Linked DNA regions of Triticum aestivum: region 1 is linked to region 2. The links are chromatin contacts, called in public Hi-C maps. All regions are on one chromosome and are shown on one strand. Each heading gives the region's core, a stretch centred on a gene start, on an enhancer-like site or on the middle of the called end of the contact. The rest is flanking DNA. Distances are from core to core; before and after follow the strand shown. Region 1 has its middle 110 kb from the start of LOC123065679. Region 2 has its middle 16 kb from the start of LOC123070815.

Region 1 (7,265 bases), core at 405-2,904, 970 kb after region 2:
TGTTAAACCACAAACAAATTTGGAAACTCAAACATTTTGTGAAAAAATGGGATCAAAATAGAAAAGTATAATAATTTTTGAAACTACGAACAGTTTTTCAAAACAGAAACAGTTTCTAGAAAACAGGAATTTTTTTGAAAACTCGGACAATTTTGAAATTATGAACAATTTCTTCAAAGCACCAACATTTTATGAAATTCCAAGAATTTTTTTTGAATTTGTGAACAAATTTCAAACATAAATAATTTTCATGCACAAATTTTTTAAACAGGATTTAAAAAAACACATTTTCGAAATTATGGACAATTTTTAAGAACATAAACATTTTATGAAATTCCCTGAACATTTTCTGAATTTGCGAACAAATATTGAAAACACGAGGATTTCACGAATCTCTATACAAATTTTTAAAACACAAATAATTTTGGAAATTCAAGATGTTTTATTTGAATTTGCAAACATAATTAATTTACTTTTACTTTTAGTTTTATTTTTGAAATTTATAATTTTAGATTTCTTAATATGAAATTCTGATATAAATTTGTGCTTTTAAAATAAATGAATATTTTAAAATTCTAATTTTTTTTTGTATTTTTGAACATTTTGTGAAACATTTGGGAATCTCAAACATTTTGTGAAAAAATGGGATCAAAATAGAAAACTGTAATAATTTTTGAAACTACGAACAGTTTTTCAAAACAAGAACAGTTTCTGGAAAACAGGATTTTTTCTGAAAACTCGGACAATTTTGAAATTATGAACAATTTCTTCAAAGTACCAACATTTTATGAATTTCCTAGAACATTTTTTGAATTTGCGAACAAATTTCAAACATTAATAGTTTTCCATTCATGCACAAATTTTGTAAACAGGATTTTATTTTAAAAAACACACTCACATTTTCGAAATTATGGACAATTTGCGAACAAATATTGAAAACACGAGGATTTTGTGAATCTGTATACAAATTTTGAAAACACAAATAATTTTGGAAATTCAAGATGTATTTTTTTGAATTTGCAAACATAATTAATTTACTTTTACTTTTACTTTTATTTTTGAAATTTATAATTTTGGATTTCTTAATATGAAATTCCGATAGAAATTTGTGTTTTTAAAATAAATGAATATTTTAAAATTATATTTTTTTGTATTTTTGAACATTTTGTGAAACATTTGGGATTTTTTTTTCACCTTTAATAAAGGGGCAAACAAAACTTGAAATTCTATTCTTTTTTGGAAGTTCGGAGCAAAATTTGTAAAAGGAACATTTTCTGAAATTATGAATCAATTTCAAAAAATGGGAACGTTTTTTATTTTTTGAATATGGACTAGCAAAAGATAAATAAACTTGAAAATTGAAAATGTAAATTAAAGAAATAAGAATGGAAAGAAAAGAAAAAGGCAACAAAAAAAGAACGAAGTAGTAACAGAAAAAGAGAAAAGTTAAAAATGGTTCAGGAATCTTCTAGAAAAACTGGTTGGACAGCTCTAGAAGGTTCCCAAAAGGGGGAAACTGGAACACCTTAGAGGGCCGGCCCAGCTCACAGCTCGATCGCTAGCTCCTGTGCGAAAGTTCGACAGTTTCATGCAGAATGCGTCATTTGTCTCAAAAAAAATGCAGAATGCGTCATGGGAGCTCCTATTTGGCGCGTTCGGCGCCGTGGAACCGAACAGGCGCCTACAGGCAACACTAGTGGGCCGGCCCAGCTAACCACTCGACCACGGGAAGACTACTGATTTATTGCAAACGCGAATGCTTTAAGTACCATAATAGTCGCGCTAGTTATTACGCATTTTTAAAAAATTTGTTTTTTAAGTCGATTTAATGAAAATAAGTTTATATATTTTGAAAAAAGTTCATCAAATTTGAAATAAAAGTTTATCGATTAGAAGAAAAAGTTCATCAAATTTGAAAGTAGTTCATTGTTTTCGAAAAAGTTCATTGATTTCGAAAGAAGTTTATAGATTTTAGAAAAAGTTTATCAATTTTCCGAAATAGTTCATAAAATTTGGAAAAAGAGTTCATCGAAACTGAAAAAAAGTTCATCGATTTTTTTTCTTCTATGAGAGGCACAGGTTTGCTTCCACGAGAGAAACAGTTGTGCCTCTCGGAAAGAAAAAAGCATGTGTTTTTTTCTTTCCTGGAAGGAACAGATTTACTTCTGTGGAGGCAAAAGTTTGCTTCTATGAGAGGTTTGCCTCTCCGAACGAAAAAAAGAGTTTTTTCTTCCACGGGAGGCACAACGTCGCCACTTGGAAAGGGAAAAACTGGTGGAATACTGTGCTTCCAGCTCGTATTTTTTTCTTCCAGTTTTTTTCGGCTTTTTTCATGAAAAAAAGTTCTCAAAACCTATTAACATGGGATCTAGTTTTAAAAATCTCAACATGAGAAATCCAACGGTGAACATGGTTCGGGATTTGAACACATGATTTAAGAGATAAAACATTTTGAATAAACGAATCTACGAAAAAAAGGAGAAACTCACAGACTGCGAAAGTGAAGCACATAAAGTGCATCAGTTGGCGCAACTTGAGAAGGTGGAAGTGACTTTTGCAAAAGACACCCTTAATTAGTGATTTTGGGTTCTCCCTTCTCCCGGGTGCTTGAGGCGTCAGGTCGTCCGCCAGTAAGGAGGGTTATATGGCCAGCCCAATTGGGAAAGCACGTGAGCATATGAAAGAACGAACTAATGAGTGTGTAAGCACCGAATAAAAAATGCAGATAGCATCACCCAATAAGTTTTTCTTTGATCTCACAATTTTGGAACGGGCCGAATCTTTTTCAAATAAGTAGCGCTGGCAGGCCTGACCTATGAAAGTCCCCATGTTCGAAGACAACTCAAAGTAAGGCTTCATTTTCATACCGCTCTATAGTGCACGAATTTTTTAACTTGCATTCATTACTTTAAAGTGATCCAAGCCATTGATCTGGAAGCTGGGATGCCATGAACCACTCATCACACTAAGGCCTTGTTTGGTTCATAAGTCCTAGGAGTCTCAAAAAGTCTCAAAAAAGATTCTCCTTGAGAGTCTTCTTCATTTAGTCCCAAAAAGCAACTTTTAGTCCATAGTTGTTCCTCCTATTTTGTTAAAAAGTCTGTAAGAGGAATTTTTTCTAGTCCCTACACTAAAAAGTCCCTGGAAACAAACACCCTCTAAGACTCACTGGATCGAACAACTAAAGTTGCCCAGATTCGCCACCTGCCTTCCTCTGCATGCAGTCACTATTGATAGAAGCCACTAGACACTTTGCGGTGGGTTTCCAGGTTTTGGTATTAGGCAGCGTGAGCATGCAGGGACAATGTAGTACAGTCCCATCAAAGATTTTATGCATTTTCTCCATTCGGCACCCTGATTCAAAAATGTACTGTGTGTTTGGAATGTGGACTAGAGGGGACATGCTCTGCATGTACCAACGTACTAATGGTTCATAGGATTTTTTTTCGAAATGGTTCATAGGATTAAGAATGTCATAAGAATAGAAAACTATAAAAACAGAAAGCAAAGCAATCAAAATGTGTGGTTTACTACATCACAAAGATGACATCCAGGACTGTCTCCAGGAATTTGGGGTCTGGTGCGAAAAGCAAAATGGGGCCCTAACATTTTTTTGCGAAAAACTGGAACTTCATTACTTAACTGGGTCCATTACAATCTTGCAGGCACAAGGCCTTTATCTCCTCAGGCATGGTACGAATCCACACAACAGTTTTTGGAATAGTACGTCCCATCTGGGCTAGCCTATGGCTTACATGGTTCTGATCTCTCCTCACATGTGATACAACATACTCCCTACCCTGGCCTAGCAAGTGTTTCTTCTCTCCCATGAGGGAAGCTACAGGGGACCGGTCCAGGGCGGGATCCCTGATCATGTCCGCTGCCACACCGCAGTCAGTTTTGATAATGAAGGGTTCAATGCTCCATTCCGGCGCTACAGCCACCCCTTCCATATACGCTGCCATCTCCGCCTCTAGAGCACTAGAGCAGGTAGTCAAGAATCGACATGAAGCGAAGATAGTTTGACCTTGGCTGTCACGAAGTATCATTCCTGCGCCACTTGTACCATCGGTGTTGTAGTACGCACCATCGACGTTGAGCTTAGACCAGCCTGGGGGCGGCTTCAACCATCTATCAGGAAGTTGGGTGGCACCTTCACTCGGTTTCCTTGCATCCTTCCTCCGCAACATATGATCACAGGACATGACCGCCTTCCCTTTAACGGGATCTGCGTTGGGATGTTGATGGATTTCTGATACGTTCATTTTGCATCATGCTTTTATATCAATATTTATTGCATTATGGGCTGTTATTACACATTATAACTCAATACTTATGGCTACTTTCCCTTATTTTACAAGGTTTACCATGAAGAGGGGGAATGCTGGCAGCTGGAATTCTGGCTGGAAAAGGAGCAAATATTGGAAACATATTCTGCACAGCACCAAAAATCCTGAAACTCCACGGAAGTTATTTTTGGAATTAATAAGAATTATTGGGCGAAGAAACTACCAAAGGGGGCCCACACCCAGGCCAGGAGGGTGGGGGGCGCGCCCACCCCTACTGGGCGCCCCCTGTCTCCTGGGCCCCCTGGTGGCCCTCCGGTGCCCATCTTCTGCTATATGAAGGCTTTTACCCTGGAAAAAAAAATCAGAGGCAAGCTTACGGGACGAAACTCCGCTGCCATGAGGCGGAACCTTGGCGGAACCAATCTAGAGCTCCGGCAGAGCTGTTCTGCCGGGAAAACTTCCCTCCGGGAGGGGCAAATCATCACCATCGTTATCACCAATGATCCTCTGATCGAAAGGGGGTCAATCTCCATCAGCATCTTCACCAGCACCATCTCCTCTCAAAACCCTAGTTAATCTCTTGTATCCAATCTTGTATCAAAACCACAAATTGGTATCTGTGGGTTGATAGTAGTGTTGATTACTCCTTGTAGTTGATGCTAATTGGTTTACTTGGTGGAAGATCATATGTTCAGATCCTTAATGCATATTATTACTCCTTTCATTATGAACATGAATATGCTTTGTGAGTAGTTACGTTTGTTCCTGAGGACATGGGTGAAGTTTTGCTATTAGTAGTCATGTGAATTTGGTATGCGTTCGATATTTTGATGAGATGTATGTTGTCTTTCCTCTAGTGGTGTTATGTAAATGTCGACTACATGACACTTCACCATTATTTGGGCCTAGAGGAAGGCATTGGGAAGTAATAAGTAGATGATGGGTTGCTAGAGTGACATAAGCTTAAACCCTAATTTATGCGTTGCTTCATAAGGGGCTCATTTGGATCCATATGTTTAATGTTGTGGTTAGGTTTACCTTAATACTTATTTTGTAGTTGCGAATGCTTGCAATAGGGGTTAATCATAAGTGGGATGCTTGTCCAAGTAAGGGCAGTACCCAAGCACCGGTCCACCCACATATCAAATTATCAAAGTACCGAACGCGAATCATATGAGCGTGATGAAAACTAGCTTGACGATAATTCCCATGTGTCCTCGGGAGCTCTTTTCTCATTATAAGAAATTGTCCAGGCTTGTCCTTTGTTACAAAAAGGATTGGGCCACCTTGCTGCACTTTATTTACTTTCATTGCTTGTTACTCGTTACAATTTATCTTATCACAAAACTATCTGTTACCTACAATTTCAGTACTTGCAGAGAAAACCTTACTGAAAACCGCTTGTCATTTCCTTCTGCTCCTCGTTGGGTTCGACACTCTTACTTATCGAAAGGACTACGATATATCCCCTATACTTGTGGGTCATCAAGACTCTTTTCTGGCGCCATTGCCGGGGAGTGAAGCGTTTTTGGTGAGTGGAACTTGGTAAGGAAACATTTATTTAGTGTGCTGAAATTTTCTATCACTTTTTACTATGGAAACTAATCCTTTGAGGGGCTTGTTCGGGGTATCTTCACCCCGACCAGAAGAGCAAAGAGTTGCTCCTCAACCTACTGAACCTACTGAAAATATTTACTTTGAGATTCCTTCGGATATGATAGAAAAACTGCTAGCTAATCCCTTTGCAGGAGATGGAACATTGCATCCCGATTTACACCTTATCTTTGTGGATGAAGTTTGTGGATTATTTAAGCTTGCAGGTATTCCCGATGATGTTGTCAAAAGGAAGGTCTTCCCTTTATCTTTGAAGGGAGATGCATTGACATGGTATAGGCTATGTGATGATACGGGATCTTGGAATTATAAATGATTGAAGTTGGAATTTCACCATAAGTTCTATCCTATGCATCTTGTTCATCGTGATCGTAATTACATATATAATTTCTGGCCTCGCGAAGGAGAAAGTATTGCTCAAGCTTGGGGGAGGCTTAAGTCAATGTTATATTCATGCCCCAATCATGAGCTCTCCAATGAAATGATTATTCAAAAAATTTATGCTCGGCTTTCTCCCAACGATCGCAACATGCTCGATACTTCCTGTGCTGGTTCTTATATGCTGAAGACTATTGAATTCAAGTGGGACTTATTAGAAAGAATTAAACGAAACTCTGAAGACTGGGGTTCCGACGATGGTAAGGAGTCAAGTATGACACCTAAGTTTGTTTGTGTTAAATCTTTTATGGATACCAATGCTTTTCGTGGATTTAGCGCTAAATATGGACTTGACTCTGAGATAGTAGCTTCTTTATGTGAATCTTTTGCTACTCACGTTGATCTCCCTAAGGAGAAGTGGCTTAAATATAATCCTCCCATTGAAGTAAAAGTAGTTGCACCTATTACAACTGAAGAAAAGACTGTCACTTATAGTGATCCTATTATTCCTACTACTTATGTTGAGAAACCTCCTTTTCCTATTAGGATAAAGGATCATGCTAAAACTTTTACCGTTGTTCATAAGAGTAATACTAGGACTTATACACCTCCTGAGCAAATTAAAGTTGAACCTAGTATTGCTATGGTTAAAGATCTCTTGGATGATAATTTAGATGGGCATGCTATTTATTTCTGTGGTGAGACTTCTAATATTTCTAGACCAGATGCGAAGATACATAGACCTGTTGTAGGCATGCCTGTTATTTCTGTTAAAATAGGAGATCATTGTTATCATGGCTTATGTGATATGGGTGCTAGTGCTAGTGCAATACCCTATGACTTATATAAAGAAATTATGCATGATATTGCACCCACTGAAATGGAAGATATAGATGTTACTATTAAGCTTGCCAATATGGATACTATTAAGCCATTTGGGATTGTTAGAGATGTTGAAGTCTTGTGTGGGAAGGTTAAATATCC
Region 2 (7,339 bases), core at 770-3,269:
TCTGTGAACTTGAATTTTTTACGTGAACATGAAAAGTACAGATATTTGGAAAAAGTGCATGAATTTCAAACGATTCAAATATTTGAAAGGTATACACGTATTTAAGTAGCATCGTTCAAAACCGGGGTGAGCCAGCACCAAAACCGCTCAAAACCGAGACCTGGGATGATCTTGTCCGGTTTCAGCAGTTGGGGGTGCAAGTTGTTCGGTTTCAAAGATAAGGGACCAAATCTAGACTCCTTCAAAAATTAAGAAATGAAAAATATACTTTTCGCTATTTTAAAACGGAGGGAGTTACTAAAATGTACTACTCCATTCGGGGCAAGATCACTGTCAGACAACTTGATCCAATGAACAAGCTGCATTGCGTCGGTTTGTACCAGTCTCACCTCGGTGTGGATTTCAAAAAGGTGTGTGAACTTGAAATTTTTACGTGAATGTGAAAAGTACAGATATTTGGAAAAAGTATAAGAATTTCAAAAGATTCAAATATTTCAAAGATATACACGTATTTAAGTAGCACCGTTCAAAACCGGGGTGAGCCAGCACCAAAACCGCTCAAAACCGAGACCTGGGATGAATCTTGTCCGGTTTCAACAGTTAGGGGTGCAAGTTGTCCGGTTTCAAAGATAAGAAACCAAATCTAGACTCCGTTAAAAATTAAAAAATGAAAAATATACTTTTCGCTATTTTAAAACGGAGGGAGTAGCTAAAATGTGCTACTCCATTCGGGGCAAGATCGCTGTCAGACGACTTGATCCAATGAACAAGCTGCATTGCGTCGGTTTGTACCAGTCTCACCTCGGTACAGCCCCTTCCTATGGTAAGTGTAATAATGTTTTTTTTGCATGGTAATACATGTCTCATTATATCTTAAGGATCATAGTACAAGCCACGTATATACCGACCTGACAATACTGAAAAGACAGCAGAACACTAGCCTTTGCACATAGGAGCACCAGCCAAGAAGTAAAATTACAAACAAGACTGAAGAATTCTCTGAGCTTGACACCAACGTCCGTCACCTGCCTCTGGCACCACCATAACAGCCACCAAAGGAGAAAATGACGGATCACCTTCACACCCGAGCTCGACGCGGCTCCATCGCTGATATGCAGCTTTGCGGACCTCCAAGGTGGCTCGCCAATAAAGGCGAAACCATTGCCGTTGAACGAATCAGACCGGGGCAACACCCCGGACACGCCATCAAACTCCAGATCTGGCACCCCTGCCCAACTAAGACGTTGGAGGAGAAAACCATACCTGCCTACCACAAACCACGAACCCAGATCCACCATCTTCCAGATGCCGTCGATGCAGACCACAATCTGCATCCGCTCCTGGACTACCTCCCAAACTCCGCGTCGGCGCTGGAGCAAACGCCGTCGCAGCGGCGAAGCCCGAGGACATAGGTCCACCACAAAGATGCCGCCGCCGCCGCGCCATCCTTGCTTGAACAGTCTGGTTTCCAAATCCACCCCAAAAATGGATCGCCCCATTGAGAAAGGATCTGAGAATTTATTAGTCGGCGCCGTCATCACCATCGCCGAAGCCATAACGATGAACAACCAAAAACCCTAAAAAACTAATGCCTAAAACAAACCACACGCGTGGATCCGGCGACTCCCCTCACCACCGACGACCGAGGTCGTCGGCGAAGGGGAGCCGCCGGAGGACGGCGGCGGAGTAAGGCGCCCTGGCGGCAGAGGCGAGATCGCCTTTCTTTCTTCTCCTGGAAGAAAGGAAGCGAACGACTAGTTTAGAGAGAGAGAGAGAGTATGAATCCAGCGTAGCGGTAAGTGTAATAATGTAATATGGACCTTTGACATGTATGTACAGTGGGTCGCCAACCGAAATGTATACATCCTACGTTTGAGGAGTAGGGTGCAATAAACGCCAGCACGCACAGGCCACTCGACTTGGCCGGCCCATTTCCGCCAGGTGCACACTCCTCTCCTTCATGGGCTCGGTTCACTTACTTTTTTTCGCTCTTTTAAATTTTAGAAAACTCATAGTACAATTTGTAGGACTCGAACTCCGAGACCTCCTATGTGACGCATTTTGCGTCAAACAGCAGCTCGACGCACAGTGTTGACACTTGACTGGGCCGGCCCACCAACCCGATCTTTTGTTTCCTTTCGCGCGCGACAAAAAGAGCTGAAAACCAGGTAGCGAGTACCAGGAACCGATCCCACAACCTCCGATTTCAACAACAAGCCATTAGCCACTACACTATACGCCACCATCTGAAGATAAAAAGTGCAGAAATATATAAGAACAGACACTAGCGCTGAGATTTGGAAAACATTTTGAAAATATTTCTTGAAAATTACGAGCAGTTTCCAAATGCCGCTTTTTCTCGTATTCCATCTTTTTGGAAAAGTGAAGATGTTTTTTAAATCTGATTCAATAATGAAATACAAACAAAATTTGCGAACCCCAAACAGATTCCAAAACCCAAACAATTTCCAAAAATGTTTCTGAAAAAAACAAATTGCGAAAAACACGAACATTTTTTGGTATCACGATCATTTTTTAGTATTTTTAAAAATGGAAAACAGGAACATTTTTTTAATTCAGCACCAAAAAAATAAAGCAGGAACTTTTTTCAAAATGCAAACAAAATTTGTATTGTACGCTTTTTTGGAAATGTGAACAAAATTTTAAACACGGCAACTTTTTTTGAATTTGCAAGTATTTATTACAAAAGAATATTTTATTGAAATTGTGTACAAAATCTGAAAACCGGAACATTTCTGAAAACACGAACATTTTTTGGGAACCTGAAACAGTGGTGAAAAAAGGAACAGAATTAAAACAAGAACATTTTTCGAAATTGTGATTTAAAATCCCGTATATTATTTTGAATTTAGAGAACAAAATTTTGAAAATGAGAACAAAATTTAGAAGAGCAGACAATTTTTGATTGCATGAACATTTTTTTCGAACCTTGGGAACAAATTTTGAAACGGAGAACAAATTTGGAAGCGCGAACAATTTCTTAAAGCACGAATATTTTTTGAATATTGAGCACAAATTTTGAGACGGAGAACAAATTTGAAATATCCTGAACAAATTTGGAAGTGCGAACATTTTCTGAAAACATGAACAAAACAATTTAAATCTGGTACATTATATGAATTTCGAAAGTTTTGAACTTTTTTGGGTAACGAGAACAAATTTTGAATTTTGAGAACATTTTTTTTGAAAACTGAACATATTATGGAAACACAAACAAAATTTGAATATTTTTATAAAAAAGAGGAGAAAAGAAAATAAGGTAACAAACCAAAGAAAGAAAACAAATAGAAAAAACAAAAAGAATAAAATAAAAAAGAAACAGAAATAACTAAAAACGAAAAGAAGAAGAAATATTCGAAAATTTGAAAGAGTTTTTTTTAAAAGCAAGAACATTTTTCGAAAATTATGAACAAATCTGAATATGTACTTAGTTTAAAAGATAAAATAACACTGAAAAAAAACAAGAAAACAATAACGAGAAAAAAGAAACGAAAGAAGAAATTAGGAAAAGAAACAGAAAAGAAAAAACGAAATAAAGATAAACCGGTTGAGGGAACCTTCTAGAGTTTCCCAGCCGGTTTTTCTGGTTTTGGGAACCTTCTAGAAGGTTCCCAAAACAAGAAACACTGGAACACATTAAATGGGCCGGCCCAAGGGTAGCGCTGGATCGCTGGCTCTATGCGATGCGTCGACTGTTGACGCAACGAGCGTCCAATAGGAAATTCCTCGAACTCCGTCAATGTAGTTTCCTTCGAGCGGATAACTAACTAGTCCAATTTACTCGCGATGCCCACTTCCCTCCTTTTTCGCTTTTTGTATAGTAAATATAACGATAAAAAAAGTAGCGCAACATCAGTCTGGTTTTTCTTTTTTTTGTTTGGCGGTTTTCCTTCAGATTTTTTTCTCTTTCTTTGTTTTTTCTTTTACTATTTCACAATTTTTTTGTCATTTTCTCTTTCTTTCTTTCTTTTGTACCTTTTATTTTATTTTCATAATTTGCAAACTTCTTTGTGAACTTTTTTAAATTTTCATGAATTTTTCCAAATTCATGATTTTTCTTCAATTCCACGAATTTTTTAGCCATGACCTCCTTTTGAATGCATGAACTTTTAGCTTGTGAACTTTTCTTCCAAATTCATGAACTTTTTTCAAATTTCCTAAATGTTTTTCACTCTATTTTTTTCCAAATTTGTGAATTTATTAGCGATGAACTTTTTTTCAAATGCATGAACTCTTAGCTTGTGAGTTTTTTTTCAAATTAGTGATTAAAAAAATTGTGAACTTTTTCTCCAATTTCCTAAACTTTTTTGATATTGCTGATTTAAAAAAAAATCATGAAATCTTTAAATTTTCATGATTTTTCCCAAATTCGTGAACCTTTTTCAAATCTATGAACTTTTTCCCAAATTCATGAATTTTGCCATGAGCTTTTTCCAAATGCACGTACTTTTAGCTCATGATTTTTTTTCCATTTTTGAACTTTTTTCAAGTTTCACGAACCTTTTCCAATTTTTGTGAACTTTTATTAAACCCACAATCTTTTTTCAAACATGTGATTGTTTTTAGCCGTGACCTTTCTTTTCGAGATCATTGAAATGTCCCTAGTTTTTTTTTGACATTTCTCAAATGATCCCCAATTTATTTCATGGTGTTGTATGATCAATTCAAGGCACCACGCCCACTTGTTTGGGGTTTTGACAAGTTTACATTTTTCTAGAGTTTTCTTGATGAAAAAGGCCAATAAATGGTCGGGCATGACGCGACGTGCATAAAAAACCTTAATTTTTGGAAAAAAAATCAAAAGCAAAAACATTTTTTGAAGTTCCACAACATTTTTTAAAATTGTACATAGTATTTGAAAACAAGAACATTTTTGGTATTCCAAACAATATTTAGAATTTTTGAACAGATTTTCAAGGAATAATAAAGTTAATAAGGAGAAAAGTAAATTGTTGTTAAAAATAATGAGAAGAAGAGCGAGAGAAAACACTTAGGCGTTGGCCCAACTAGGCAACAGTATCAATCCGGTCGGGCTCCTGTTGGGCCGCCTTTAGCGTTCCATTTTTGGTTTCTTTTTCATTTCTCTTTTATTTTTCTTTCTCGCCTTCTTTCTTTTTTCTTTTCGTGTCCTTTTTTCAGTTTCTTGCTTTATATTCTTTCATTTCCTTTTTTCCTGTTTCAAGTTTATTGTTTTTACAAAAATTGTTTAGAAATTTTTAAAAATGTTTGCGCCTTTTCAAATAACGTCAATATTTTTTTAAAAGATGTTGTTTAAATTTGCTTAGAAATTCCTAAAAGGTTAAAATCTAAAGTATATTAGTTTCTTTTTTAAAACTTCTTGAAATTTCAAAAAATAGACTTTTATAAATTATTGGCTTCTTTTCAAAAAATATTCAAAACTTAGAAAAGTTCAGAATTCCAAATTTCAAAATATGTTCGCACTTTGAAAGTGTTATTCACAAATCCAAAAAATATCCAGGAATTTCATAAAATGTTACTGTTTTCAAATATTTTTTGGCAAATTCAGAAAATGTTAAGATAATTTCATAAAACATTTGTGGTTTTTTTAATGTTCATATTTAAAAAATGTTTGCATTTTCAATTTTTTTCCTGCTTTTTAGAAAAAAAAGTATTTTCAATTTTGTTCGTGTTTTTCGAAAAATGTTTTGTGATTGCCAAAAAATGTTCGCTTTCACAGAATTTAAAATGTCATCGTAATTTTGGAAGCAATTCATAAATTATTTTTACAAATCAGATCTGCCACTAGTTCTTATAAAGTCGCAGAGCTCATTAGTCACTTGGACACTTCGGCTCAACTGGGTTTGAGCTCCCTTTAACAAGCATGAGGCTTGTGGTTCGATTCCCACACACATCTATTTTTTATATTTTATTTCGCTCCAACGAGGCTTGTTTACGCAGTGCACCTAATGGGCCAGCTTGGGCGATATGTACATGCCACACCCGACGTGGACTACTTTAAAAATGACCATCATACACTATATTATGAAGGGGTATGGAGAGATCTCGTCCATTGATGTGTTTAGAGGAATTTATCAAAGAAGTGTTCTACCACAACTCTGCTAATACCGCACTCCTAGGCAGCTTCCAAAGCTTTCGAACAAGCTTCAGCATCAACATGGAGAACATCGTGAGCATGATTCATTCGGCCATCACTTGAGCCAACAACATCACCCTCGGCATCGCGTATAACCGGTCCCTAGGCACCAAATCAGTATTGAGCTTAAGAACATTCTGGCTAGGTTTCTGCCAAGTATGTGATCTGACTGTGGTACTCATTTTTTCAGTGCCGAAGAACTCTTTGTACTCCCATGCCGTCGTTCTAAGGGGATAGTTGGAGAGGTGCAGGAAAATATAGGCGTGATCGTATGGAGCAGGCGACGCACGTGCCGGACGGCTAACCCTTGCCTCGGATCGACTCGTTTGATGATGTAAGGCCAACACTAATGCGCAACCCCAAATGGACGACCGTTTTATCTGGATTATGTACATTTGGGTTAGGGAAAGTGGTGTTGTCCGGCCGCCCTAGACCAAACTTGGCCGGTACAACCAATCGACAGACGCATTTTGAACGACTGCCATGAAAATTGAAATAAAAACTGAAATAGCCCACGCCCATAGCCATGCCAATGTACATAGTTCATGCCAGCCAGAGCGCCAGCGGCCGGCACACATGCCAGCCTACAAATATTCAACCAGGGTTACTAGCCAGTAGCCGCCACGCTTGCCAGTGCACAAAAAAATGCCATAGTTCAGGTCTCATGGCCCCTAGTTCATGCCGGCAAACAAGCCGACATACAATGATGCCGCTCTTGGTCATAGCTCAATCATCTAGCTTGAGAATTGCCTTTTGCTTCTTCTTGAACCAAACCCTGCTCTCCGGGGACATCTTGCTCAAGTGCACCGTCATGACCTACACCTCCTTCGCAATGAAAGCTAGCGCCATCTCTTTTGCTTTGGTGTTTTGTTGGTCACCTCAATCTCGAGCTTCTTCATTTGGATGGCCTCGTCAATCTCGAGCCTCCTCCTTTTGAGACCTTCTCCATCTTGAGCTTCTTCATTTGGAGCTTGATGTAGGCCTTCATTTGCTCCTCCTTTTCTTGGTGCTTCCTCTCTCCTTTGCTTACTTTTGGGTCATCATGCCTTGCAAAGTTTCTTGCAAGGTGACAAGTCCGCATCACGCTTCTCATCCACCTTCAAGTTGGTCTTGCCCCTCGACTGCTTCACTCCTTCATCCTCAATGATGGCCGCCAACCCCATTTTTCTTTTGGGCCGCATATTGCTCTTTAAACTTGGGGGA

Evidence for each region. Hi-C and Micro-C count contacts between places; a contact is called where the count stands out from the background.
Region 1: a Hi-C map of leaf shows a contact between it and region 2, with 8 times the contacts expected there. The contact joins two enhancer-like sites. A contact is called at or near these places in 3 of 5 Hi-C or Micro-C datasets (leaf and an unstated tissue).

What each region holds. Positions count from the first base shown.
Region 1 is chr3B:544,926,772-544,934,036 of IWGSC CS RefSeq v2.1, forward strand. No RefSeq gene overlaps it. Among protein-coding and RNA genes, the nearest start is that of LOC123065679, 110 kb to the right of the region's middle. Within about 2 kb of position 1,655, at least 1 of the 8 cell types and tissues checked has an H3K27ac peak or open chromatin away from gene starts, as enhancers often do.
Region 2 is chr3B:543,955,407-543,962,745 of IWGSC CS RefSeq v2.1, forward strand. No RefSeq gene overlaps it. Among protein-coding and RNA genes, the nearest start is that of LOC123070815, 16 kb to the left of the region's middle. Within about 2 kb of position 2,020, at least 1 of the 8 cell types and tissues checked has an H3K27ac peak or open chromatin away from gene starts, as enhancers often do.